Regions from separate parts of the Mus musculus genome. Here regions 2, 3, 4, 5 and 6 are each linked to region 1. A link is a contact called in public HiChIP or PLAC-seq and promoter capture Hi-C data. All regions are on one chromosome and are shown on one strand. The core of a region is the stretch at or near the end of the contact, and the rest is flanking DNA. Distances in the headings are between cores, read along the strand shown. Region 1 holds the start of Casd1 (CAS1 domain containing 1). Region 2 holds the start of Tfpi2 (tissue factor pathway inhibitor 2). Region 3 overlaps Pon3 (paraoxonase 3). Region 4 holds the start of Bet1 (Bet1 golgi vesicular membrane trafficking protein). Region 5 overlaps Pon3 (paraoxonase 3). Region 6 overlaps Pon1 (paraoxonase 1).

Region 1 (2,700 bases), core at 78-2,577:
AATGGGCCCAGCGCTAATGTGCACGTGGCTGTCACATTTGTCTAATTATCTCACAGTCACCAAGAGCTGTCCATATAATGACTTTTAGGATACCAAAGGTCAAAACCAAAAGATCCTATCATTATAATTTCCCTCCTACTGTCAGTGACTGTCCTGGTGGCATTTATCGTAAGGAAAGGGGAAAAAAAATCAATCAAAAAAACAAGCAAATATCCCTTGACAACTGAAGGATAATTCCTTCTGAGAAGAGTTCATTGGTTCCTTTCCAGCTTTCCACCAGTATGTAAACCCATATTGAAGGCCAGCTTTCAAAAGGCTTAACTATTTGCTTCGCCCGCTCACGTCTAGTCCGGTCAACTCCTTAACTCCTTTAAGAAACAAACAAAAACCAAAATCCTGCCTCAGTGTCTTTATTTGTAAAAACAAAAACAAAAACTGTGCAACCCAAACTCTTGAAAAGTGTTTGAAAGGCTGGTGGCACCTCCTCCACGGGAGGGAGGTGGGCCATGGGCATCTTTAGCCACACTGGCCCTTTTGGCAAAAGTAAGCAGGGCGGCCCAAGCCGCTGTCCAACCGTTGGGCCCTGAAGTGGCAGGGCAGGAGGCAGACCCCACGGGCGCACCGTGTGCGACCCCAGCATCCGGGAGGCGGTGCCGCCAGGGCTGCCCCCGGGGGCCCCTGGTTCGACCTCCTGCACCGGGGCGCGGGGCCGGGCGCGCCTCCGGAGCCCCGCTCCAGCAGGAGGTGGCCCCGAGAGCGGGAGGCTGGGGGCAGGGGCCCGCAGGGGTCGGCCCGGGCACGTGGGGCGCCGCGGGGCCGCGGGAGGCCGCCGGCGCGTGGGCGTGCTGCGGCGGGGGGCGGCCTCCCGCGCTCGGGGCCGCGGCGCCGCCTCCCCCCGGGCCGAGCCGGCCCGGGCCGGGGGGAGGGCCGGCTCACCTCGGTAGCGGCGGGACGCGAGGTGGCACGCTGCGAGCAGCAGCACGGCCACCAGCGCCAGCACCTTGGCGCTCCTCACGCTGAAGTAGTGGTTGATCTCCCGCTTGCCCAGGTTGTAGGCCAGAGCCGCCATCTTGGTTCCTCCATGACAACAGTGCGCGGCGGAGCGGGGAAGGGGCGCCGCGCAGGGGCAGCACTGGGGCGGCGGGCGCCGTAGCCAGCCGAGAAGCGGCCGCCAGCTCCCTTGCCCGTCGCCCGAACCGCGGGCCGAGGGGTCCGAGCCTGCGGCCTCCGTGCCGCCGGCCTTCCCCGTGCCCTCGTCGGCCTCCCCCCAACCCCGCCGCCGTTGCTCAGCCGTGCCGGTGCCCCAGGCGCCCTGGCCGCCTGTCTCCTCCCCTTCCTCCTCCCTGGTAGCCTCCTGCCTTAATAGCGGCTGCGCCTGTGACGGGGGTCCGGATGCCCGGGGCTCCGGGGTCACCGGGCCCAGACGGGCCTCCGGGGTCACCGGGTCACTGGCGGCAGCGGGCGGCGACGGCTGCACAGGCATGGTGACTGTATGGGTGTTGGGGGGGCAGAGGGCCAGGGCCTGCAGCCCGGCCCAGATGTCAGCTCCGGGGCTATGCCCAAGTGGACTGGCAGCTACCTGAGCCCAGGTTAGGGCAATAGAACTACTGTTCCGGGAAAAAAAAGTACACTCCCTGCTTCCCCCATCACACCCTTTCTGGACTTTCTACTCTCTGCTCTCCCACGGTCGTGGGGCCTTAACGGCAGGCCACCCACGACCTGTCTGGCAAGTTCCTCTGCACCTAAGATGCTGGCCAGGTGTTGGGGTGGCTGTAAATCCGAACACCCAACTCAAGTGTAAGGCCCATGTTCACCGTTTAATACTCAACTGCCCAATGTGCTGTTTGTCCAGTTGCAGTGGGTGTAGATGCATCCTGTACAGTGTGTCTAAGTTGGTGTGGATGTCAGTATAAGAGCCCCTTTCTCCTTTATGTTTACACAATATCTTTGTTGACACTAAGGTTGGCCAGGGTAGCAGATTGGTTGCCTGTGGCAATCCTTAAACTTGGTTAATGTTTTGTGATTATCAATAGACCCAGCACTCTGTGTGTCCTTTGAAAAGCATTCTTATTCATACCCTTGGTCTTGAGTTGCCTTGTAGACAAGAATGGCTATTTGCATGTTGTGGTTAGAACAAGTAAGTCATTGTTGAGTTGGAGGTGTTGGCAAGTCTTCTTTACAACTTTTAGCCAACCCCAACCTTGTGCTTCCAGACCCTTCTCAACATTCTCGAATGTTAGAGAAAAGGGACTTAGAGATCCTGTCGAGTCACTCCCATCCTCTCCACTGAAGGATTTTTAAAATTATGTTTCCAGCCACAATCATCATATGATGATGAAAGATTCTTGTCGCTTAAATGAAATCACATACATCACTGTCATAGATATAATGCTAATAAGCAATAAAGTTAAATAAGTGTACAAACACTTAGGCACTGTTCCCTGCAAGTGGTCGCTTAATTTTGGCTCTTTCTTCTGATCTGAGGCTGATCACATGCTGGCAGAATTGAATCAGATACGACAACAACCAGATAACTGGGCTAACAATATGTGGCCTGCCAATCACATCCTAGACACATACTATGATGTCATCAACACCAAATTAGAATTTCTGATCCACCTTCAATAACCAGAGCTAACCCCCAGGGTTGGCCTAATGCTAGCCAAAAATAAAGAAACCTGACGTTGTACTTAGTTGTGC
Region 2 (2,700 bases), core at 126-2,625, 610 kb after region 1:
AAAATATTTCCTATATGAATAAGACCGTGAGTTATACAAACTTCATGACCATAAATCCAGAAAAGAGAAGGAAGCACTGGTCCCCTTGACTTTTCTAGTTCTTAAGTGCTAAGCTAAACTAAAAACCAAATATGCCCAACAGTAATGCCATTTATCTAAAGGGTATTAAAGAGAATCTACACATTGGAAAATAGGAGTTAAACATAGCTGTTGGTATGAAATTTCTACTAAGATGTTTTCTATGCTTGTATCTTAATACATTGAGAATTCTTTTAAAAATGGTTTGTATTGACTCGCACTGAAGCAAGCAACCATATTTCACAGTGGGGTCAGTGCTGGGCAGTCAAAGGCCACTGTTCCCTTAGCTCCACCATCAGTGAGGGGGTTTTAAAACATGAAACTATGCAAGTGTGGACTCCATGTCTCCTCCGTGATATCTGTCATAATTCCCAATGAGTTTTTCCCAGAATTAACTAACATGAGCTAGTGCAAGTTAACATGAGCTAGTGCAAGTGGACTTGCTTTCTGTTTGTTTCCACATATTAGACACATGTGTGTTTCAAGCAAGAATTCCAGATAAATAAAGTATTTGTTACGAAGAATTAGAAGAGGGGGAAATTATTCAAATTCTTGCTTAGAAGCCATTTGTTCTGCATGGCGTACAGCACTGCGAATGCTCTAGTTATTTCTTGCTTTAGAAACACACAGTGTGCATAGTTTTGCAGAAATGATATTATGCTTAATAAACTTAAAATCATACAGACATAAACTTTTCTATAGTACCATTTCTTATCATATTTGGGGTTGTAGAACAAATAAGACCTAGCATCTTTTTATTTGTCCAATAATAAATATAGAGACATACTGAGATCCTATTTTCTGTGGAACTTATTCTAAAATCTTAAGTGTAAATCAGAGATAAAAGAGAAAAACTCACTTCACCCTCTAGAAACTTGCACTCTAGCAAGATAGGTAGATGATAGTATTTAAAAGTATATTATCCACATTTACCTGGTATCAAATAAACCAGGAAAAGAAGAACACGAGCCAAGCAAACAGGTATGAAGAAAGTTCCTGAGAAAACCAGACCAAACCAAACCAAACCAAAGAAATAAACCAAAATCCAAACACTAAACAACCAAGCAAAAAAACAACAAAACAAACACTCCCCACCCCCACCCCAATACATTGGCTGAAGCCTCTGTCTATAGCTGAAAGTCTCACTCGTGATTTTCTGGAAGCTGGAGATCAGAGCCTAATTTTCATCTACCCTAAGTTAATCTTTAGCCATGTAAAGAGCCACCTTTGTTCTCCTTTGTGTTTGACCTAGTGTCCCTGTAACAGGTGAAGCCCTTTGCAGTGTGCTGACTTGCCAGACCACTGTCTTCCGCCAATCAAATGGCTAACAGTGTTATCAGACAAGCATCTGAACCATGTCCTAGAGAATTTTCTGCTTAGCTGCCATCTTTTCTCCTGCTGCTATCACAGGTATATCTGAAATGTAGTCTTGCTTAGTGACTCTTTTTGTTTTGTTCCGATAAGAATTTCATGGAGCTGTAATCATGGTTGGGAAAATTTTGATTCTTTCTGAGATGTGACTGTCCCCGGGTTTGGTTTAAAGTTCATTTGCTGTATGTTCTGAGGTGGCTATTTAGGATACTGTTAGATTTTCGTTTTCTGTTTGTTTTCAATGTATCTGGTTTAAAATACCACGTTCCTTTCTTAGCTTTGTCCTGATATTCAACAGTTCTGGATTTTGTTTTGGGTTGGCTTTCAGACCTCTAAAGGCATGGTTTCTGACCTTTCAGTTTATTACATCACTAAATTCAGTCTGTTCCTCTGTTTCTCCTCCCTATTTGATTTAACAAGGGGAGAACGTGATTGAAGAAAGCCAGATTTAGCACAATGGGTTTCATATATGAAAGGTATATTAATTCACCTTGCATGTTTTTTTTTAATTTTTGTATGTTTGATTTTTGTTTTGGTCTTCTTGTTTGTTTGTTTGTTTAGGCTTAGTTTTGGGGTTTTGTTCTTGAGTTTTGGATTTGGGGTTTTGGTTTTTGGTGACAGGGATTCTCTGCATACTCCTGGCTATCCTGGAATTTGATTTGTAGACCAGGCAGGCCTCAAACTTACAGATACAGCCTGCCTCTGCTTTCTGAGATTAAAGGCGTACACCACCACTGTCTGAAGACATTTTTTTTTTTTAAAAAGAGAGAAAACTGAATTAAAAGTATCTTGCCTTTACATTGACTCAATGGTGGACATCTACTATCTCTACATTGATTAGTTTTGTGTCCTTAACTAAAGGTACTAGATAGGAAAATCAAAGAAAATCATACATACATGAGTATTTAAATTAAAATTCAAAATTACCCAAAGTGATAAGATTGGTAATTTACAAAAATTAGTAGGAGCTCTAAAAACTACCTGCAAGCTTACAGTGTTAAAAAGGTAAATGTTAATATTTAAAAGTTATATAAAGCCTAGAAATACATTTTAAATTAACCCTTATTTTTCTCTCTGAACATTCCTCTTCATTTTGTAACAGAATAAAAATCAGGATCACATAAAACATTATGGCCTGTTTTAGGATTAAAATGTGGGAAAGAGAGATGCCATTTTACACTAAGAATTTCCCCTTTAAAAGCTACTTTCCTTTAAAAAATATCATCACACTCGAGTATGTCTTATTTTCTC
Region 3 (2,700 bases), core at 93-2,592, 620 kb before region 1:
TTTCCATTATGTCACCAATCTTGGCTCTGAGTGTATGAGAAGGCCCCGGGACAGTTACCTTCAGCCATGTTCATCTTCTCTACTAGTTAATAAACACTTAGTAAGCAGCCTCCAGCTGATGGGAACCAATAAATCCAAAATGAAAAAAAATATATGCCCAAATGGCATGTACTAATGGACAAATCTAAATTTAATTTGATGAGAATAAATAAAGAATTCCTTTCTTGGTTAAAACAACAAACAAACAAACAAAAACCAATGATTTGTAGTTCATAACCACCTCCCTTCCCGTAGGGAACATTAAGACCAAGTTTTCTGCACAAAGATTTATTTGCCCCAGAGGGACAGATAAGGAACAAACACAGGAGATAGAGGAAGAGGGAGAAGGAACAGCAACAATGGAGAGGGGGCAGAGACAAGGGAGAAAGGGAAGAGGTATTTATCCCATAGTGGGGGTGGTGGGGGCGGTGGGGGCAGTGGGGGCGGGGTGGGGAGAGGACTGTCTCTGAATAGGGAGGATACAGGCATGGAGCACAGGCAAATGGTGATTATAAAGGTAAAATGGAAACCCTCCATATTAGGATGAGGTGTTTATTTATTAATTTTTATTTATTATTGGGGGGAGTAATACAGGGTTTCTCTGTGTAACAGTCCTGGCTGTCCTTTGAATTCTTCTTACAGACCAGGCTATCCTCAAACTCACAGGAATCCGACTGCCTCTGCCTCCTGAGTGCAGTGCTGGGATTAAAGGTGTATGCTACCACACAAGGTGATTAATTTTAGTTGGGCATGTTAATTTGGTGAGTCAAAGAGGACATCTGATTGCTAGACTTCAATACTTTCATAGGTGAACCTTGGTAGTCAGCTTTGGGAGGAGAAGTGGCCAAATAAGGGAATAGATCTTGGGGACTGGCTTTAGGAATGTGATCTAAGAATTTTTAGCAAGGCAGAGGGAATAGGAGAGAAGGGAGAGGCCTGCTAGAGCTACATTTGCCACACTAGAGCTTCGAGAGTCCTGTCATCCCCTCCCACAAGGTGTATTTGGTAATGGGGAATTAAGGAGACCTGTTTATATTCTAAAGAACACTGCTTAGTTAAAAGTTTTGTAAATAGTTTTATGCCAGGACAAAATAATACTCTTTACTTTTAACCTGTGCAATCATTTTTTATTCAGACATTAAGATTTTATAACTTTCATTACTTCAAGGAAGGAATAGCCCAGCTGAATGTTAGAGGGAGATGTCACCTTTTAAGTTCCAAAACACAGCCGTATGTTGCCGAGAGCTTAGCTGTTCGACTCTTTGCCTTGTAAGCATGAGGAACAAACTTTGATCCCCAACACCCACATAAAAGAGCTAGGTGTGTGGTTTGTGTTTGTAGTGCCAGCACCGGGCAAGGAGATTCCTGGTACTTTCTGGCTAAAAGCCTAGCATATTTAGTATACTTTAGGCCAGTGAGAAGCTGCCTCAAACAACAACAACAACAACACCACATTGTAGTTGATGCCCTACAGAGCAACCCCAGAAGCTGTCTTCTGGCCTTCACGTACATATGCATGCAAGCATGCACAACTCCATGCATGCACAAAATGTAGTTATTGAGAAGACTCCAAATAAAACTAATGATTAAAAGCCATGCACACTTGTAACTCGGTCCATTTTGAAAAATATGATAATTTCTTTTTTATCCTATGCATCATAACTACTGGATTACTTAACATTTGACTATTAAGGCTTTAACTGAATAAAAGAAGCATAAGCTAAATCCAAGGGGAGTGGGATAGTGAACCATATCCTAGAAAATCCAAGAGTTCAAAGAGCTGAATTCCCAGCTTAGGTTAAAGTCAGTGTGAAGTGGCCCCACATTCCACTCCCAGAAGCCTGAACAGACAGTTGCTTTGGCATTGAGAAAAACAGAAGGAAGAGATCAGATGTAGGTGAGAGATGATAATCATATGTCTGCCGTCACTCAGTTTCCCATTGAATGGTCAAAGCCATTCTGAAGCCCCAAGAAGTTGAGAGTAGATTGGTAGTTACCAGAGACCAAGAGAGTAGGGGTTTTCTGGGAATGGAGGAGGGGTACTGAGGGCTTAATCATTGAGTTCTAAGTTACAGTTAAATAGAGTGAAGGAGATGAAGAGAGTTATTACCCAAGGCAACTGCTATAGATGACAGAAATGCTCTCATTATTTCAAAAATCTTGGAGAAAGAATCATGAATATTTTCACCACCTAGAATGACCAATGTTTGAGGAGATATTTTCAGTCTGACTTAAATATTACACAAAGTATAACGCTTCAAAATATCACAGCAATAGAAGATATCAAGTTATGAGCTTACTTATGCCATGTTAGTAAACTAACAAACACCTCCTTAGCAGAACCAAATGCAGGCCCTCTTATGACTTTATACTATGCACTACAAAAACGCTTGGATCTCAACATCCATCTTTGAATCTACTGAGGGCAAATAATTTGTTGCCTGTTGAGGTTATGCAGGCTGTAAGAAAATATCAGGTCAAAGCATACTCATATAAGGCAATGGATGACTGGGTGAGTCACGTGGAGCATAATCTAGACTTGTTTTTAAGAAACATATGCTCCGCCCAGGGAGTGGCACTATTAGAAGGTATGGCCCTGTTGGAGTAGGTGTGTCACTGTGGGTGTGTGCTTTAAGACTCTCATCCTAGCTTCCTGGAAGG
Region 4 (2,761 bases), core at 39-2,538, 510 kb after region 1:
CAAACCCCCACACTTGTTTGGTGTGCCTCATTGTTCTGAAACTCTTAATAATTTTTGTCTTTGATCTTGTATCATGCAAATGAAGTCTAATGGCATAATATAACATGCTCATGTGCAAATGATATATTTGTAATAAGTGTTTTTATTGTTCTTCATTAATATGCTCTGGATTCTGATAGCCCTCTGACTCATCAAATTTTGCAAGATATTAAAAGCTACAAGGTGAAGATGGCATGTTTATGCTCGAGTATGAACACTTATAGTTCCCATAGTCACATGTTGTACTTGAATAAGAACTTGTGATAAAATCATCAAGGATCTTTGTTATATCCCCATACTCATCTCACATTCTGTATTAGTTGAATTGAAAATTATCACATAGCAATAGAAGCAAAGAAGGCGGAACTTAGACTCTTTCTTTCAGCCATCAAACCACAGTAAGCTGAGGGCAGAGTGTTAGTGCAATGTGTTTCTATTATGAAGTATAATGTGTGTAGTGAGGTGGTTCAGCAGCTAAGGGTACTTGCTGCATATGTAGCAGAGGATGGCTACATGCTCCATGGAAACAAGTATGAGGTATTTGTGTGTACGTTTTAAAAGCTCTAAGTAGGGTGGAGTGTTTAAAAGCTAAATATCACAGTTCTTTCCAGACTTAGATCAAATGCGTTAGGAAGCTGAGACTCCCCACTTCCCTACCCGGAAGTTCTACTGCAAGGATACATACATACATACATACATACACACACACACACACACACACACACACACACACACACACACATATATATATATATATATATATGTGTATATATATATATATTTTTTTTTAACTATTCCACTGGGCAGGATCAGGAAGGAAGAGGATTGATTTTCCTTTCCTGCTAAGAGGCTCAGACAGTAAGATGAGACTCTGTTTGAACAAAGTTTGCACTGACTTTCTCACCTCTGACTTTGGGTGAGCGGGAGTGCAAGGGAAAATCATGAAAGAGTCAACCATCATCCCGGCTAGGGAGGGGTAACTCTCCCAGGTTAAAGTTGGCACTAACATCAAAAAGTGCCATACTAAAAGTTCTGGATTAAGTAATGACCCAGAATAACAGGACTAGAGCCCCAGCAGCTGTCGCTGCCCTTCCGGAAGCCCCGCCCATTCCAGGCATTGTTCCTACCACGCCCCTCTTACCCAGTGCCCCAGAAGACGGAAAACTACATTTCCCAGAATGCAACTAGTAATCGCATTTCAGGACGCCTATATGTGTCCGAGTGACGACATAAACCGGCGCGGTGTTTAGACTTTACTGATGTCGTGGCGCTCTGAGGCAAAAAGTTGTTGCTCTTAGGAGCCCTGGGACTGAAGCCGAGGTCGGGTGACCCTGGCCCTTTCCTACTCACTCCTCCTTGCCCGCCTTTCCCTCTCCTGGCAGGATGAGGCGTGCAGGCCTGGGTAAGAACAGTGCTGAGGTTCGAAGTTTGGGGACCCTAGGACCTGCTGAGTCGGGAGCAGGGTTGTGGGAGGAGACTACCGGCCCTCTGTCAATGACTTTGGTGTTCAAAAGCGAGTTATTTGGGTTCTTTGGAGAAGGTTCTCTTCCTGTGTCCTAGTTCCGAACGGTTTCCTGAAGTTGTATTTAGACAAAAGTTTAAACCTATATGCTAGGTTGCACAGAGCGGTGAATTGGTTAGCATAAGTTTTTCTTTTTCTATGTGCTAGTTTGGGGAGTAACCCAATTTCCCAAGCCTTGCTGTTTCCTTTGCTTTACTCATTCTGGATCTTAACTTTTTTTTTTTTTTTTTAAGAAATGACATTTGGGGAGTAGTAAGCTTTAAGCCCACTAATAATGATGCGTTAGTTTGATAACCGTGAGTTACAAAGGTGAATTTACGTGTCCTTATTGTTAAAGTGCCTGTTATGAAAGGTCTGGGTCAAAGGCGAGTTACTTGGAACACTTCTGACCTAGACCTTGTCCCACTGCTAAGGCAGTAGATGTTGGTTTTGATGACTTAAATGGGTCAGGGGAAGGAATAGCTTAGTAATAACTGAAGTTCTTTCTCTATTAGCCATGTCTTAAAGAAGGAAGGGCAGAATGCTTGAAAAAAATGTGTGAAATATTAAAAAGGATGTTGCTGTTCTGGCAGACATTGGAATAGTAAAAAAAAAAATAGTTTTTAAAAATTTGAGGTGTTAAAGCCAGTGAATGGACAAACACTTAAAGTTAGGTATGAAAACTAAAGCCTCTTTTGCAACTCATAATTCACGGCTTGTTATGGGTTTTGATTATGTAAGAAGGAACACAATATTCATGACAGTGCAGAGACATGGTAGTAGTTTCAATAAGGTTGGTTATAGGAATAGAATGTGTGGACTTTAAAACCACTGAAAAATAAGGGCCTTGAATGGTGTCAGTAATATAGATTGACAGGGTTGTCAATAAGTAGTTGCATGTGAAGAAGTTGTAAATTTAGTTTTATGAATCCTTTCAGTCATTGAAAGAAATTAGTTCATCTCAAATAACCTAAAGAACTATTTTCAAACATGATTAGTCATATATGCCTACATTTTTCCAACACTAATAACAGCAGACATTTATTGTGACGCACCATGTGCTTCCCAAAGCTTTCAGGGTTACTGTGGAGCAGAAGATAAATTGCTGCGGAAGCAGATGACAAAGTACGATCCAAGGTGGTAACTTCATCCCAGTACAGGTTAAGTTCATCGGATAGTAAATGCAGTGGGGGCTTAATAATCCATGGCTCACGGTGGGCT
Region 5 (2,734 bases), core at 72-2,571, 640 kb before region 1:
AAGAAGGGGAAGTAGAAAGGAACATCTAAACAGTGGGGCATTTACATGGGGCCTGATGTAAGCATTCCGGAGCTAAGTAGTGGTTATTACTACACAACTCTAAGAATATACTAAAACGCACTAACGTTTACATTTTGCAAGACTGGATTTAATGGCATGTGACTCACATCTCAAGAAACTACCTCAGAAACAAATCTTATATTATTCACTTTGAAAATAGCAATCTTTAGTACATTTTGCTTGTTTATATCCCATAATTCCAAACTAATTTAAATATAATTTATTTGTGAATCCATTGAACACACAGATGCCATTGTATAAATGAAGGGGGTATCTCTCTGCCCCAGTATTTGTTTCTACTTACTAGTTTTTACTATTGTTTTCTTATCTAAATATATTCACCATAAAAAATGTATGCAACACATTCATTATGGAATCTGAGAGTCCAGAACAATGACTGAGACAGAATAGGAACTGAGCAAACAGGTATCTGGTGCGCGAGGGACTATGGATGTGATGGCATCAGACAAGTTACAGTAATACTCCATTTAATAAGATGGAGAAGCTGGAGTTGCCAGGAATGTGATACAGGGTTGACTTCTCTGAGTAACTCTGGCTGCTTCAGAGTTAGAAGGTAGGTGCTTTCATTTATCGCGTGTCTCTTACTCGGTAAAACTCGGGAAGCTCATTATACTTAGTCCCTTACAGCCACAACTTGTTTGCCTGACACTGCCCTGGCTAACGCATTCCAGTGAGAGCCGAGTAGTCAGATTAACGGAGACTATTTCACTGTATAGGATGTTAGAGTTAGGGATATCAGGAGCTGAATGTTCTAAGATAGGATCAGCTTATGGATTATCTGTCAGCCATACACTGAAGCTTCCAGACATTCAATGTTCTGTGATTGACAACCTATTTTATTTATTCCTAAATTAAGGGATTAATTCACAGACCAAAATGTCCCACAGAGAACTGTCAGGCTGTAGAACAAAGTTTATCTTCATTAAGCACCTCTTCCACCTAATTTGCCTGGAACAGCTAAATGTGGTCAAGGGCCCTGAATGTAAATTTCATATGTCAGGCCTCAGACCTGCTCCATTACATGTTCAGTAATTACATGGAGGAAGTGAACAGGAACAAGAGATACAGAACAAATTTCACAGTGAGAGGACAGGACCAGACCAGTCCCTCAAAACCTCAGACACACAGCTTCTAATAAGTCTATGAAGGCCACTACCCTCAATCCTCTTCAGGGCACTCTACATTCCAGAGTGAAAGCAGGTATCTGGGAGCATTCTTGAGGTTGGTGATGCCTAGGATTAGCTGGCTTGTTTCCATTGGCGTGTTTACTTTACAAGTCCACTGAGTTCAGTAAATATAGTTACTCTACTCAGGTATTTCACTTGTGTTAGAAGTTCGTTGTCCATCTGGGAAAGGGCTTATTTGAAAGCATTCGCATGCCCTGAGGTTTCTTGAACTTCTGTCGAAATGTAGACCTTTGTGACACACCCCAAAATTTCTCAGCAGACATGATTTGTTTGCTGACAAACCATCCAGGAGAGTGACATACATGTTTGCCTACCACTGAAGTTCCATCTCTTCTCTTTAGAGAGGGCGTGCTAGTGAGGCTGTGGAGACCATTGCACAAACACCCATGCTTTGCACCATTGCTTGGTAAACTTGCTATGTTGATAAAATTGCTGGGATATCCCCTACTGGAGTTTCAATTTCTCCAAAAATAGAAGCATCTAGCATTGGTGTTAATGACCTGACAGGCAGGCAGTACCATAAAAGCAGCCGTTGCACAGTAGTACCTGCCTATAAAATGCCAGCAACTCACAACTGGAACCTTGAAGCTCAAGATAAGCTTGGGAACATAGCAAGACCCCATCTCAAGGCAAAACTAAAGACCTGGGAGATGATTGGGTTTTTAAAGATGCCTAATAACGGTTTCAAGAAGCTCGCTTAAACTTCCTGGAAATTGTATCTTTCTTTGAAATGATCTCTCCCCTCCCCTCTCCCATTCAGACAACACTGCTTATCTTTATGTCGTGAATCACCCCAACATGGACTCCACTGTGGAGATATTTAAGTTTGAAGAACAACAACGCTCTCTCATCCACCTGAAAACTCTAAAACATGAACTTCTCAAGAGGTATGGAGTTAAAACCACGCGTCTTCGGTCTATTTCTTCGGGCCCTCCACTGTGCACCTTGCTTTCTTCCCTTCAGCAGGCGTTCTCCAGCTTTTGTTTCGCAAGCGGAAGATTTTTCTCTTTCTCTAAAGCTTTCTAAAGCTCCCTGTGGTGGGACTGCCCAGCGCCTCAGTAGACATTGCTGTGTTCAGGATTGAATGTCTCTATATTTTCCAACTTTCTGAAAGCTCTTTAATCCTATAAAGGTGCTCAATTAGATTCCCAGCTCCAATTCCAACCTCTTTGCCACAGCAACTCAATCCTGTGCTCTCCTTAAACACCTACTCCCCCTGCCAATCATCGTGGTAGATTGTGTTTTCTGAGTCTTACCCACTGGGTATTATAACCAACCGCCAGATGGGTTATTTCTTTATGTCCAACTCTTTAAAGAAGAAGCTGATAAAAAATTAATAAAAATAAATAAAAACAACTGGTGGGAACTTATAAAGATTACCTTAAGTGTGCTGACTCTGTGCCAAGTCAAAATAGTTTAACTTATTTTCACATAGCATTTAGTAACAAGCATAAGTAAACTGAGTC
Region 6 (2,804 bases), core at 219-2,718, 570 kb before region 1:
AGCTAGCTGTGTTGGAAGTCACTTGAATCCTGCCATTGACCCTTTGATGCCCGGGCCCTGGCTCCCCCACACTGCCATACTGGGTGCTCTGCCTTGATGGCTTTCTTTTCCAAGTCACAGAACTTTTTTTCCTTGGTGCTAATCAACCAACTGAACAATCAAATCATGACTCCTCGAATAGAAACTCAGTGTATGAATTCCATTTATTGTGTTCCTTAGTGTGCTCTAAGGTCTCACATCCAGGCTGCAGCGCTTGTTTATATGCCCTGCCTCATGCACTGTGTGCTCATATGTGCACTGCTAGTGTTAAGGATCAAAACTCGACCAATCACAAATGAGGAAAACAGTGACCTTAAAATAATTTTAGAACAGAACGCAATTGAGGAAATTATATGAGATAATGTGTCTAAGGGAGAAATAACTCCAAGTTCAAAGTTGACGTAAGTAACTTAACAAAAATATTCACCTCATGCAATTTCTTTGACAGGTGCTTCGAATCCAGAACATTTTATCCGAAGACCCCAAAATAACTGTAGTTTATGCAGAGAATGGTACCGTCCTGCAAGGCACCACGGTCGCCTCTGTGTACAAAGGGAAACTGCTGATTGGCACTGTGTTCCACAAAGCTCTTTACTGTGATCTGTGACAAGCCAGCTGCACGCACGTCATCGAAAGTGAGGCCATTATTTCAATCCTTTGCCATACTGTAAGGTGCCTACCACAGTGATCTCTGCTAACTAATGAATGCTGACCTTAGTCTCAGACATAAGAAGGTATGAGAGTTTCCTGGCAATAGATCCTAACTAGCAAGGGTTTCTTGAGTATTACTCTTAGACTACTTAAAGACACCACTTATCAATTAAAAAAATTTTTTTCACCAAAATGGCTAAATTTCTCAAGTCCCACATAACTTGTGTTCTGATCTGAATATGAAGATCTGTGATGAAATGTTCCTACAGGCTTATATGCTGAATGTTTGGTCCTCAGCTGGGGACAGTACTGGGGATTCTAGGAGGTAGGACCTCACTGACAGAAGTTTGCCCCTGGGAGAAATGCATTCACAGGTTGCATCTGGTCCTTAGTTCTCTGCTCTGAGCTTCCACCAAACACCAGGGCTGAGTTACTGTCTTACTGAAAGCCCAGAAACAGTGGAGCCAGAAAGTAGACTCGGACCTCCAAAAAGAGCCAAAGGAGTTTTTCTCCTTTTAGTTTTCCCAGGAAATCTGTGACAGCATTGGGGAAATTCCTTCTATGTAACTCCAAATACACTTTCCCATAACACATGCAATCTCTGAAACCATTTGAGTCTCGAGAGAGAGTGTGTGCGGTCAGCTTTGGGGACCATTAGGTCACAGAGGTACTTCTGGTGTTGAAAAAGTATTATCATGAAGACCACTCTCAATACCTCATAAAGTCAGTGGATGGACCAGTGCGGCCAGACTCTGGTTTCCCCTTTCTCCCTGCGACTTCCTCTGAAACAGACAGAGCTTCCGCTCGCTCCTGGAGGCACGGAGCTTTTGTGCATTGTTTCGCCACTGGGTCTTTTCAATTTTCCCGTAGTTACAGGGTGTGGGAGACTCTTTCGATCTTTGGGAAGGTTATCACGCCCGAACCTGATTTCTGTTATCTTCACACATTACATGGCCTGTTTATATTGGTCCAAAGAAAGAAGGAACTTGCTTCTTTTGTAACAGCTAAGTTCATGAATATTCTATAACTGTCAAAGTGCTGAGTGCCCCAGCCCCCAGCCCGCATTGCTCAGCTGATGCCAGAGATGGGTTTTGTCTTGTTTGGGTTTATTTACACTACTCTGGCTTTCCGTGAAGACCAAGAAAGAGGGGAGAGGAAGATAAACTGAGTTTTTAAAACAAAACAAAACAAAACAAAACAAAACAAAACAAAACAAAACAAACAAACAAAAAAAAAAAACCCAGAAAGATCAACAGCCCTCATGACTAAAAAGAAAATCTCTTCTTATACTGGTTATGAAATGAGAAAATTTTAAGTACCATTATTTGTCTGTTGTGAAGACAGAAATCCAGTGCTAGATTATTTCCTGGGTCATTAAGGCAGCCAGTTTAGGGATGAAGTATTTAAGACCCTTTCCATGGCATTTATCTGGTGGTGGTGGGGTTTTTTTTTGGGGGGGGGAGGGGAGGGTGGAAGGCATGGGGAATGTTTTGATGAGAAACTGAAACTTGTCGATCATTTAGGACCATAGAGGGAAAACATAAAACAAACCAGTTTTTTAGCCATGAATCATAACGCATGCCTATAATTCTAGACTTAGAAGGCTGAGGCAGTGGGACCAGGAATCGCAAGTCATGTTAATCTATGACTTCATAGTCAGAGCTCAAGAAAACCAAAATGATAATAAGTAAAAACTATTTGCATAAAAGAACTCCTTTCCTCACAATGCAATTTAAGTGATTTTAGTCTGCTTAGCACATGACACCAGGTAGCTGTGAGTGTTCATTTCCTCAGTGACCCTTGTTCCTCACATCCTGGAGGCTGGACTCTCGGAATCACTGGTTATGACTATCTGTGAGCGTGGCACATAGGAAAGCAAACTCCACATATTTCTTTAATAAGAAAAAAAAATCTCTTGTCTACCTAGCCTTCATTACACCTTCAGTAAAATGACCATATCCTCTTCCTTTCTACTGACAAATCAAGCTAAGCTAATTCTTTCAAAATTAAATATATAAATGAATCCATGGCATGCATTTAAGATTGTCCAAAGAAGAGCAAAATTTGGTAAGAGAATTTTTAACAGTTTCCAAAATGGAGGGAAACAAGCTCAC

The links. Promoter capture Hi-C pulls out the DNA fragments that hold promoters and counts their contacts. HiChIP or PLAC-seq counts read pairs in DNA pulled down with a chosen protein or histone mark.
Region 2: a contact with region 1 is called in a promoter capture Hi-C map of liver, with 3 times the contacts expected there. The contact joins the promoter of Tfpi2 here to the promoter of Casd1 in region 1. A contact is called at or near these places in 2 of 39 promoter capture datasets (both in liver).
Region 3: a promoter capture Hi-C map of liver shows a contact between it and region 1, with 2.3 times the contacts expected there. The contact joins the enhancer-like site here to the promoter of Casd1 in region 1. A contact is called at or near these places in 4 of 39 promoter capture datasets (embryonic stem cells and liver) and 2 of 115 datasets of contacts at active chromatin or transcription factors (bone marrow-derived macrophages and large pre-B cells).
Region 4: a contact with region 1 is called in a promoter capture Hi-C map of neural stem cells. The contact joins the promoter of Bet1 here to the promoter of Casd1 in region 1. A contact is called at or near these places in 4 of 39 promoter capture datasets (the C10 cell line, embryonic stem cells, neural stem cells and 1 more), 4 of 484 Hi-C or Micro-C datasets (CD4 T cells, CD8 T cells, embryonic stem cells and 1 more), 2 of 115 datasets of contacts at active chromatin or transcription factors (astrocytes and large pre-B cells) and 2 of 9 other capture datasets (adipose tissue and pancreatic islet).
Region 5: a promoter capture Hi-C map of liver shows a contact between it and region 1, with 2.8 times the contacts expected there. The contact joins the enhancer-like site here to the promoter of Casd1 in region 1. A contact is called at or near these places in 8 of 39 promoter capture datasets (the 3T3-L1 cell line, embryonic stem cells, hematopoietic stem and progenitor cells and 4 more) and 6 of 115 datasets of contacts at active chromatin or transcription factors (acute myeloid leukemia, bone marrow-derived macrophages, embryonic stem cells and 1 more).
Region 6: an H3K27ac HiChIP or PLAC-seq map of microglia shows a contact between it and region 1, with 8 times the contacts expected there. The contact joins the enhancer-like site here to the promoter of Casd1 in region 1. A contact is called at or near these places in 8 of 39 promoter capture datasets (the 3T3-L1 cell line, HPC-7-derived erythroid cells, embryonic stem cells and 3 more), 1 of 484 Hi-C or Micro-C datasets (bone marrow-derived macrophages), 13 of 115 datasets of contacts at active chromatin or transcription factors (acute myeloid leukemia, bone marrow-derived macrophages, craniofacial prominence and 3 more) and 3 of 9 other capture datasets (adipose tissue, embryonic stem cells and liver).

The regions. Positions count from the first base shown.
Region 1 is chr6:4,599,538-4,602,237 of GRCm38.p6, reverse strand. It overlaps Casd1 (CAS1 domain containing 1), which reads right to left and starts at 1,327. Exons shown (of 18, transcript NM_145398.4): 1 at 937-1,327. The coding sequence starts at 1,069.
Region 2 is chr6:3,987,611-3,990,310 of GRCm38.p6, reverse strand. It overlaps Tfpi2 (tissue factor pathway inhibitor 2), which reads left to right and starts at 1,375. Exons shown (of 6, transcript NM_001381907.1): 1 at 1,375-1,488. It also overlaps a transcript of Gngt1 not described here.
Region 3 is chr6:5,218,288-5,220,987 of GRCm38.p6, reverse strand. Pon3 (paraoxonase 3) reads left to right here. Exons shown (of 9, transcript NM_173006.2): 9 at 1-2,700. Among named protein-coding and RNA genes, the nearest start is that of Pon1, 26 kb to the right of the region's middle. Within about 2 kb of position 1,342, at least 5 of the 459 cell types and tissues checked have an H3K27ac peak or open chromatin away from gene starts, as enhancers often do. A contact at or near this core is called in liver, where this site is marked.
Region 4 is chr6:4,085,457-4,088,217 of GRCm38.p6, reverse strand. It overlaps Bet1 (Bet1 golgi vesicular membrane trafficking protein), which reads left to right and starts at 1,288. Exons shown (of 4, transcript NM_009748.3): 1 at 1,288-1,441. The coding sequence starts at 1,423.
Region 5 is chr6:5,236,293-5,239,026 of GRCm38.p6, reverse strand. It overlaps Pon3 (paraoxonase 3), which reads left to right. Exons shown (of 9, transcript NM_173006.2): 5 at 2,029-2,155. Among named protein-coding and RNA genes, the nearest start is that of Pon3, 19 kb to the left of the region's middle. Within about 2 kb of position 1,321, at least 10 of the 459 cell types and tissues checked have an H3K27ac peak or open chromatin away from gene starts, as enhancers often do. A contact at or near this core is called in liver, where this site is marked.
Region 6 is chr6:5,166,180-5,168,983 of GRCm38.p6, reverse strand. Pon1 (paraoxonase 1) reads left to right here. Exons shown (of 9, transcript NM_011134.3): 9 at 488-894. The coding sequence ends at 646. Among named protein-coding and RNA genes, the nearest start is that of Gm46949, 14 kb to the right of the region's middle. Within about 2 kb of position 1,468, at least 39 of the 459 cell types and tissues checked have an H3K27ac peak or open chromatin away from gene starts, as enhancers often do. A contact at or near this core is called in acute myeloid leukemia, bone marrow-derived macrophages and microglia, where this site is marked.